2 separate regions of the Danio rerio genome follow, and region 1 is linked to region 2. A link is a contact called in public HiChIP or PLAC-seq data. All regions are on one chromosome and are shown on one strand. The core of a region is the stretch at or near the end of the contact, and the rest is flanking DNA. Distances in the headings are between cores, read along the strand shown.

Region 1 (5,057 bases), core at 912-3,411, 200 kb before region 2:
TTGGTGTTTCTGCATGGAGTTTGCATGTTCTCCTCCGGTTTCCCCCACTCTAAACACATGCGCTATAGGGGAACTGATCAACTACACTGGCCGTAGTGTATGAGTGGCAGAGTGTGTATGGGTGTTTCCCAATACTGGGTGTGGCAGGAAGGACATCTGCTGGGTAAAAAAATTGCTGGAACAGTTGGCGGTTCATTCCGCTGTGGCGACCCCTGATTAAATAAGGGGCTGAGCTGAAGGAAACTGAATAAATGAAGCCACTCTGCATGATTATTTAGCATTGTTCATGTATATGAAGTGATATTTTGCTTTTAATCTGATGGTTTGGCTCGTCCTCATATCTCACATGCAGTTTCTGTTGTCATTTCAACAGAATTATTACATGTATGTATTTTCAACCTTAGAAACATCATTGAACACTCAAGAGTATATCTGAATTACTGATATTCACCTTATTTTACTACATTGTTGGTTTTAATCATTTCCACTCTTTCAATATTTGAAATTTCCTTTTTATGCAACAATACGAGCATATATATATATATATATATATATATATATATATATCGAGCGAAGGTTTTATAGTTTAATTGTCATAATGCAGAAGCAGAGCTCGAGTGTGTGATGAAAATGGTAAAACAAAAATCCACTACTTCCGCATTTCTCTGGAAACATCGACCCTGACGGGAGCGCGCGCGCGCTCGCGCACTCCTATGCAGATCACCTGCGCGCTCTTCATCAGCTACATTAATCTATGATCAGCTACTATTATAAAGATGAGCGCTATAATAAGGGGATTCAATATTACTAATAGAAGCATTACTCTAACACGCTTAAATTAAAGGCTCGACTCCGGCGCTCGCCCCTCCCTTCCCAAAATGGCATCTCGAGTTATGAAAAAATGATGAAAATGGCGTCTGCGTCAAAAAAGCGTGCGCGTCCTCGTGTGGAGAGCGCGGGTCCTCCATGTGCGCGCAGCTGATGGGAATTTCGGATCATTTTACCGACTGATTCCCGTTCAGCGACATGATCGAATCTTTATTTATATTTCTTTTAGTATAAAAAATACAGACAAAGTGGCTGATCGCTGGTGTATTTTCATTAATAGACACAAAAAATGTGCTAGATTAAAAGTTAAACTCATAATAGAACTTATATTGTATTTGTTTTGCTCGTAAAATCCAAAAATGACATGTTTAAAGGAAAATGTAAGTGTTTGGGGGATTATTTTAGCAATACGAACACACCAGACCAGAATAGGCAAAGATGGAATAAGTCAAAGTTTTAGGAATTATTTGTTGTTATTATTATTAATATTTTATATTCAAAACTCCCAAGACTAGTGGTGTTTAAAGAAGAATTATACTGTATTGAAAGACATTAAGAGAGATGAAACGCCAAAAAGCGAGATATTTAGATTTATCATTAGAGGATTTTGGTAATCTACTCCCCTACTGCGTATTTTATCTGTTACTTTATTTATACATGTTGTATTACTAACAACAATAATATTAATGATGGAAAGATTGTGAATGTTAGTTGATTATCTCAGTCTTTGTGTAATTTTGAACAGTATTAAAGTCTCCGTTATTGTTCAGGCATTGCTAATGTAAAAAGACGGGTGAAAAGCGTTTTCCCTGTACATTGTGCGCATGCGCTGAATCACTCATTGAAACGACGTCTCGCTACCGAGTCACATTAAAGATTCAAACGAATCGTTTAAGAACGACTCGTCGTCAGCAGGCTGTCAGTGTCAGCGCTCATCAAACCAGCACAATGTGGCGGGGGGAAGCCTCGTGTGCGCGCTTCATGCACAGACGGATTCACAGCATCACACGCGCATCTTTAATTAAAGAGTCGCCGCTCGCTTTAAATACACGCAGATTTATCTCCATACCTCCATCACGATCCTCCCCGCCTCCTTCCCATCGATGGTGATGTCAAAAAACACTTTGGGGTTTGCCATGATGAAGGAATAAACTCGGTCAGTTTGTGCAGCTGAATGAATCCCAGCAAACGCCGCAGCTCATCGGGAAGCAGGAACTGTGCGCGCGCGCGGGATATAAAGACGCCTCTGCCGCGGAGGATCCGCTGAGTGACGTGCGAACGGGCCAATCAGAAGCGGCGCGCTTGAATAAATTAGCGACGTGCGGCTGTGGAGGAAGGCGCTTGATTGACGTGCCGGTTAAAGTAGGTAGAAATGACGCAACCGCGTCTCATCCAATGAGCGATGTGCAAATGAAGTGGGTGTGAACTTGCGGTCTGTCATGGCGTGAGGGCGGTGGCCGAAGGCAGAATTCGCCATTACTGTTTTGCATTCAATCGCGGAGAGCGAACGAGCAGATGATTTATTTCACGATTTATCATCATCTCATCATGTACGCGTGGTTTATTGATAAAACTGAAATGTGTGGTTTAAGAAAGAGACAGGTGTGTGACTGAAAAAGCGAGTTTTCATTCTCCTGACGACCCGCCCCCTGCGCGCATTTTCCCGCGGTTTGACACAATGCAGCTCCCCAAATAAAGGCAATGCAAGGCAATGGGGCTTAAGTCTTTACTTATAAAACATAATGGAAATATTTCACATCTTTAGAAAAACAAATCGCTTTCAATTGTACATGTTTAATTCAACCGATAGAACTTGATGATCCACCAACACACGATGACAGTCAAACATCTTTTTTTTGTGGTATTTTTGAACAGTTTGAGTGATGCTGGTTTCTCAGATTCTCATGAATTCATCATCTTTTTTTAATGTGGTATCTTTCTAACAAATTCATAAACTCTGCTAGTTAACACAGAAGAGAGAGAGAGAGAGAGAGATGCATACAGGCCCATCAATTATCTTTATAATTATAATAACAATTATTATATAATCAAAGATAAAATCGTATGATACACAAATGACTTCAAACAAACAAACAAACGAAAAGAATAAAAGCACATCATCCGACGACTTCTGATGCTCCCTGTATTGTTAATATACAAACTGCACTTCGCTAACGCTGCCCAAAGAGCCATGATAAATAATAAAATCAGACAAGACAGGAATCGACATCATCATCATCATCATCATCATCATCATCCCTCATCATCGGTTTCTCCATCCAGCTCTGAATGTAAATCTGGGGAATGAGCTCTTGTCATAGTGTTTTCAAATGTTCATTTTTTTTCATATCATGGGGTTAAGAGAAAGTTCACATCCGCGACGATAATAATACTATATCTGTACATATTTCACATCAATCCCAACGTTTTTCCTCCTCGATTGTGATTGTGGCGATAAACATCAGTCCATTTCTTGTCGTCACTCTCCCACCCAATCAGATTTGTCCGAGCAAAATCTCACTACGGGAAGGTGTTCGTCCACCAAACGCGATTGTTGTTGTGCATTTGTAAGCTCTCTAACAGGGTGCTACCGGGCTGCTTGTGCTCTGTCTGGGTTCACACATGTCGTTGACTAAGAAGATGTGTTTTCTACCAAATATCAGCCCAGACTTGCATATTTAAGGGCGAGTTAAATGCAAGATCTGACCTCATGGCCCTAAATCCACAGGGGAGGAAGACGTTTTTAAAAAAGACATCGAAGGGTAAGAAATTCACGAGAGACAGACGAAAACAAAGCAGGGCGTGGTGTAAAATCATTAAATTTGTGCCAACACACACACACACACACACACACACACACACACACACACACACACACACACACACACACACACACACTCACACTCACACTCACACTCACACACACACACACACACACACACTCACACTCACACTAGCTTCACTAAAGATAACTCTTTGCCTTTGATTTCCTTCGTGTGTAGGCAAATACGGTGTGCAAAATGTGATAGTGCACTTCTTGAATGCTACCGTTTCAGACGTGAGCACGTTTTATAAAGGAAATAAAGGCTACATCAAGTCATTTGTGGATTGAAACCGTGTTGTAACCACATGGAGCTAGCGTGAGGTCGTCTTTGGGTGAATAAAAGATGAAATAATTGAGAATTCTGTCAGTGTGTAAAAGAAATAGTTCAGCCAAAAGGAAATTTCCTCATCATTTGCTCACAACTCAAGTTTCTTCATCCTGTCGAACAAGATAATCTTGAAAAACATATCCATCAACATCCATATCATGAGCTAAAAGCCTTCTTCAGTTTATCTTCCTTTGTGTTCAATAGAAAAACCCTTAACAGGTTGCGTAAATGATGACACTTGTAATTTAGAGGTGAACTGTCTCTTTAAGAGAATCGGTGTTTGTGTGTGAAGTTATGCTGGGTTCACATCAATCACGCACCACTGCGTCACTCGCTCTAGTTTACTCACGGGATGTTTTTCCCTTTACAAATTTTTTTTTTGTGTAATTCAATCATTTGAATATGAACACAAGACACAATTATGGCAAACTCGGCGTTGTTCATGCCTATAGCATTGATTTATCTCTATTTTCACATTTGCATTGACTTCATATGTAATTTGCATTTGTATTGAATACTTAATTCCGCATTTGGTCTGAATCCAGCATGGAGCACTTTGATGGAAATTCTTAATCATATATTAACGTGAAAAATCATATTTAATGTATTTATTTTGTATTGTCTTTTAATAATTTGAGGTTGTCGTTATTATTACGCAATATGTTCTATCTATATCAATCTTCGATCAGTCACAAAGTAGTCTTAAAATGCCGATGTACAATGAACAAACTAATGTAATTCGATACTTCGGTCAGAACGCGTAGCTTAATCTGCGACATTCGCACCACACTCTGAAAATTCGCCTCGGTTCAAGCGTTTGCATTAACTTTATAGGTAATTTACTTTTATATTGAATACTTAGTTACTCATTTTATATTGATCCTATATCAACACGAAAATCATATTTAATGTATTGTTTTGTATTGTCTTTTATTAACGAAGTTGTCGTTGTTTTTATTATGCAATGTGTACTTATCCACATTACAATAAACAAACTAATGTAATCCAGGTTCCATGTAATCCGATACTCCACAGCTGTGGTTACAGTAAAGCTCACAGCAACATTTGCACCGCGCA
Region 2 (5,507 bases), core at 1,348-3,847:
GTTGAGCCATCAAAACATCTCCTTTTGTGTTCAAAACAATAAAGAAATTGTGTGAATAAATAAATAGTGTGTACATTTTCAGTTTTGGGTGAACTGTCCCTTTAAAGATTTATTGGAACTATAATACACTTGTTTAGATGGGTGTAGGGTGTATTGCATTACAGGTAACTTAAGCAATGGAATCAGATTACGTTCTACAATTAACAAGTAAGGTAACATAATTTTTTCATTCCAAGTTATTTTTTAACAAAAATAACACCTGATTCTTTATTGAGCGACTGCTCTCCTGAACCTGAATTGAAAGAAATCGTTACTAGTGTAAACATGATACCCACATTACATTAAAGCTCTAATGTAAAAAGTTTATTTACTCATCTCACTTGCACAAAATCAGTTTCAGTGTCCCTTTAAATGAATAAACACTAACATTTTACTGCATCCAATTCCTAGTCGTGTAATCCAGAAAGGTTTGCTCAACCTGTTTAGGCATAAACAACATTTCCTTCAGCCTGAGGTGTATTTACATCATGTGTTAACGTCAGTGTAAAAGGGCTGTACATTTGTCAAAAATATACGTTTTTTTTTTTTTTTTACAAAATATATGATTACAAGCAAACAAGCCTTTGAGTTAAGAGTCAGGATCTAAAAAAGTAATGCCAAAACCACAAAGCATTACATAAAGTTAATTTAACAATGCCATTACATTTAAAAGCAGCTTTCCTTGACATTGTCATTTATTTAATGCAAAGATGTCTATTTTTTATGTCTATATTTTATATATATATAGAAAGCCAATTAAATACAACAGCAGTCTTTAACGTTACAAATAATTTTTTTATTAAAAATAAAATGTTAAAACATGGGTAAAATAATTAGATTTTTTAATAAATTATAATCTAGAACAGACATGCCAAAAGTAGGGCCTGCTGGCCAAAGTTGGCCCATGGTAACCTTTGATTTAGCCTGCCATGCTTTCTAAAAAGAGAGTGAGAAGGATGGGGAAGAGGTTGGGGTGCATGCCTTTGACAGTGATCGTGATTTCGAATTTAACATACCCTTTCGATTCTTTGTGTTATTACTAAGCTACAAAAAAACTAACTAAAACTAAATGATTCAGTTAAATACTGCAAATGAATCAGACTTTTAAGATGTAATTAGTGTCACTTGACAGACGTGTCAAGTGATTAGTGTAGGCATGACTAGTGTATTCAGCATTGAACTTGTGTTATAAATGGGATTGTTTATGTTTAATTGTAATAAGTTCATTATAAACTGTTAAAAATGATAGTGCATTAGTCAATATGATTTAAAGCAACTTTTTCTCGCCATTTTTAAATATATCCAAATAAATTAGAAAATTACTCATGGCAAATTTAATATATACAGTTTGGTATATATTCGGCCCACAGCCCTAAATCAAGTTTGCTTTTTGCCCCTTTATAGGAAAACGTTTGGGCAGAATCAAGAATATTGGTCATCCATGGTCATTCAGAGTAACATATATTCATGCAGAGATTAAAAATGCACAAAAGTACAAATTGAGGTAAAGTTGGTTTTATATTCACACATTAGGACTCTTTCTCCTTTATAATATAATTTCAGAAAAGTAATGTTTGAAAATTGTAAATAGTTAACTCCTATTAGCAGCCAACGACCAAAGTACATTGTTTAGTCAGTCAAATAAAATAGTGGTAAGTTTTCAAGGCTTACTTAAATGCGATTTTAGACCCAATATTCAAAGTACAATGGTATAAATAATATAGGGAGCGTGTCACAAGGTGTCACTAAACCAACATGCTAATATAGACTATTTTTCCATAGCTTCCGAGAATCAAAAAAGGTCCACATATTGATTTAAAAAAATGTTACAAATTTTTTAACATGAAAATATTATTGAATTTCCTCTTGTTACAGTTATGATATATGATAACAAGCAGAAAGTGTTCACGGACCAATGACATTACCACACTGAAATGGTCTATAAAACCAACTATACCTCAATAAAGTACAATGATAATTGTGAAATTGATCTTATATTTATTTATAATGGTCATGACGAATAGAATATGTAAACTAATTGCTGACTGTACCACAGGAAATGTCTCTTCTTTTCAAATAAGACAAGTAGACGGAGTGAAATGGAGATGTAACGTTAGAGTTTAATCTCTAGGCGGCAGTTTGTGTTTCAGAGTAACGGAACGCACCGGCTAGCTTCAGCTAACTCCGGCTAACAACAAAACTCTCCACAACCCATTCAAACACTCTTTTAAACCGCTAAAACAGCACATTATTTTATTACACACATTAACAGATCTCCAAAAACAACACCAAGCTCAGAATGCCTGTGTGTGTGAACGAGTTCTCTCCTCAGGCTGCTGACAGATGCAGAAGTGAGGCGACAGGATCATTACAGCATTAAAAGCGATATAAAGCGATCAGATACTCACTCTCAGTGCAGCAGACTCTAGTCAGTGCAGTATAGTGATATAAAAGATGATTACTAAGAGGGAAATAGTGATATTTTGGGAGCGGGTGCGTCTCGCGGCGGCTTCAGTCCAGGTAAATGAGTCGCTCGTTTCTAAGCAGCGCGAGCCTGCAGTTCTGCGTCACCGGCGCGCGCGACGTCACGAGCTCATTATGGAGCGCTGATAGGGACAAAAAAACATGGAAGGCGGAGTGGACAAAAGTCTTTTAAAGTCCGTGTGAAATCAAATTTTACAATGTTTATTTTGCTAGCGCATATTGTTGTTCTTTAGGTGAACGGGTAATCGTGCAAGTGAATCTACTGAGGAAAAAAGTGTAGTTCTGTAATCTTTAATCAACGTCTGGAGTGGCTCCTCTGATGATGCTTCAGCCACAATATTCTTAGCCACGCCTCTCTTACGGTTGATTTGATGAAAAGGAATGAAAGCCCCGCCCCTACTCAATTCGTTCCTTTCAGTTGGATGACACCATACTGAAACAAGGGTCTCACTAATATTATGAAAGACAGTGGCTGCGTCCGAAACCGCCTACTACATAGTAGGTACTACATTTGAATATAAACGTAGTACTCGGCCGTTAGAAAAGTACATTCCATACAGTATGAATGTCAAAAGTATGAATGGAATTTGGACGTACTACGTCATTTTGTCATGGTCACATGACCTACCTGCGTCAGTTTTTTTTATTTTTATCAAATGACCTTTCCGTGTCGTGTTTTGTTTATCCGTTTCACCAGCACTCTTAATTATTGATGATACAAACACGCACTTTGTGGCCTATCAATATTAAATGGATAAAAATGCTGTGTCTGGAACTTAAAATGTAGTGGAAATAATAGTAATTATAATAGTATTAACAATAGTAATAATTAATACCAGAATGGAAAAAATAACATTTAATCAAAATAACCTAATGCACTGGGTTAAAGGACGACGCAGTGCTGCAGTAGGCAGTGCTGTCGCCTCACAGCAAGAAAGTCGCTGGTTCGAGCCTCGGCTGAGTCAGTTGTCATTTCTGTGTGGAGTTTGCATGTTCTCCTCGTGTTGGCATGGGTTTCCTCCAGGTGCTCTTGTTTCCCCCACAGTCCAAAGACATGCTGTACAGGTAAGTTGGGTCAGCTATATTGTCTGTAGTGTATGAGTGTGAATGTGTGTGTAAGGATGTTTCCCAGAGATGGGTTGCAGCTGGAAGGGCATCCGCTGTGTAAAAAAATGAGCTGGATAAGTTGGCGGTTCATTCCGCTGTGGCAACCCCAAATTAATAAAGGGACTAAGCTGAAAATGAATGAATGAATTGGGTTAAAATAGTTGGGAAGGTGCTATATTAACCTAGTTGGGTTATATGTTATGGTATTTCTAACCCGACTATTTTAACTGAGTATACACAAAGACTCTAGAATACACAGGACGTGTCACTCGTATCTTTTTAAATGGAGAAAAGTGTAACAATCAATATGGTTAATAAAGCCCCGCCTACTATTTCAGGAGCAAATCATCGATCGCTAAATGGTGAATAAAGCCCCGCCTTCTAGTACAGGAGCCAATCATCGATGACTATAGATTAACATTTCTCTGGAGGAGAGTCTCGGGCCAGGCCTGAGTTTCCGCAGAGTTTGTGTAATTTGGTTGTTTATGAAAATGAAACTAAAGAGACAGCTGTTTTATTTTATTGTTGATTCCTACTATGAAATTCAGTTTTGTAGATTTGATGTTTCCCCATGCAGACATAATGCCTGATCATACAGCCAGAGGGGCATTTCAAAGATGACCGCTGAGTGAAATGACTTGCCTTAAAGAAGAGGTGTCCAAACTCTGTTCTGTGGGGCCGGTGTCCTGCAAAGTTTAGTTCCAACCCCAATAAACCACACCTGAACCAGCTAATCAAGCTCTTTCTTGGTATATTAAACCTTCAGGCAGATGTGCTGAAGGAAGTTGGGACTAACTGTGCAGGACACCAGCCCTCCAGGACCGAGTTCGGACACTCCTGCCTTAAAGGGACTTTATTATCCACAAATAAACAGGATGTCTGACATCTGTATATCCTTACATCCCACTGAATCACAAGTGCATATACAAATCTTCACATGTATCACTAAAAAGCTAAATCCAGCCCTTACAGAACAAAATTGAACTTAAAAAAAAAATCATACCATATATTTTCATGCTTCTGAAATAAATGTATATGACTAAATTAGCACTATCCCATAAGCTAATATAAAGAACAACACAATATGCAGTTATTTTATAAGGAAAATAGAAAAAAAACATAAAGAACACGTGGGCTTGTGGACCAAATAAATAAACAACAAAAATAATAAACACAACAAAACATTTAATGTATTAAAAGTATTAATATTTTTATTTTTCTGATTTAGAAGCTTTAATAACAAAAAAAGCCACATGCTTCAGTCAAACAATGTATTTGTGCACACACCATTTAATACTATTATTATATTAAAAGTATATTCTACCACATATACAGTATTGAATATGGTGATTATTCACATAATAAATATAACCATTATTTCCAGGAAGAGACTACATGTTATGTACAGTGAATTGGGAGAGATTTTTGACTCTTAAACTGTTAAAAATGTATTATTTGTTCTTTGTTCTGAAAACATTTTCAACAGATTAGGGGATTAAAACATGTGACAAGTCTTACATTATGTAAAAGCATAAAACATATAGCATGGAAAAATAACACTGGATAATACGTTTCATTATATGTTATCTGAATATGTTATTATTTATATGCAGGAACCAAAAGCTATAAAAATAACCAGAAACAATAAGCATGCACTATAAAAAATCTCTGTAAATTAACAGTTTTACATATTTTGTGATGCAATGGCATTATGGGATCTTGATCCTAACAACTTTTAACCTTTAAAATTAGTAAAAAGGGACTTTTATGAACATGTTTATTAGTTTAAAGTGATGTATTGTGTGGGCTGCTGTTGTATATTACGCTACAAACACCTTGTAATAAACTGCCAGCACATTTTCAACATCAAATACATC

The links. HiChIP or PLAC-seq counts read pairs in DNA pulled down with a chosen protein or histone mark.
Region 1: a contact with region 2 is called in an H3K4me3 HiChIP or PLAC-seq map of gastrula embryo, with 2.8 times the contacts expected there. The contact joins the promoter of ppiab here to the promoter of ogdhb in region 2. A contact is called at or near these places in 2 of 4 datasets of contacts at active chromatin or transcription factors (embryo and gastrula embryo).

Annotation. Positions count from the first base shown.
Region 1 is chr10:50,446,100-50,451,156 of GRCz12tu, reverse strand. It overlaps ppiab (peptidylprolyl isomerase Ab (cyclophilin A)), which reads right to left and starts at 2,161. Exons shown (of 5, transcript NM_001328424.1): 1 at 1,898-2,161. The coding sequence starts at 1,966. It overlaps zmiz2 (zinc finger, MIZ-type containing 2), which reads right to left. Exons shown (of 20, transcript XM_073915289.1): 20 at 2,541-5,057.
Region 2 is chr10:50,248,692-50,254,198 of GRCz12tu, reverse strand. ogdhb (oxoglutarate dehydrogenase b) reads right to left here and starts at 2,597. Exons shown (of 24, transcript XM_073915229.1): 1 at 2,448-2,597.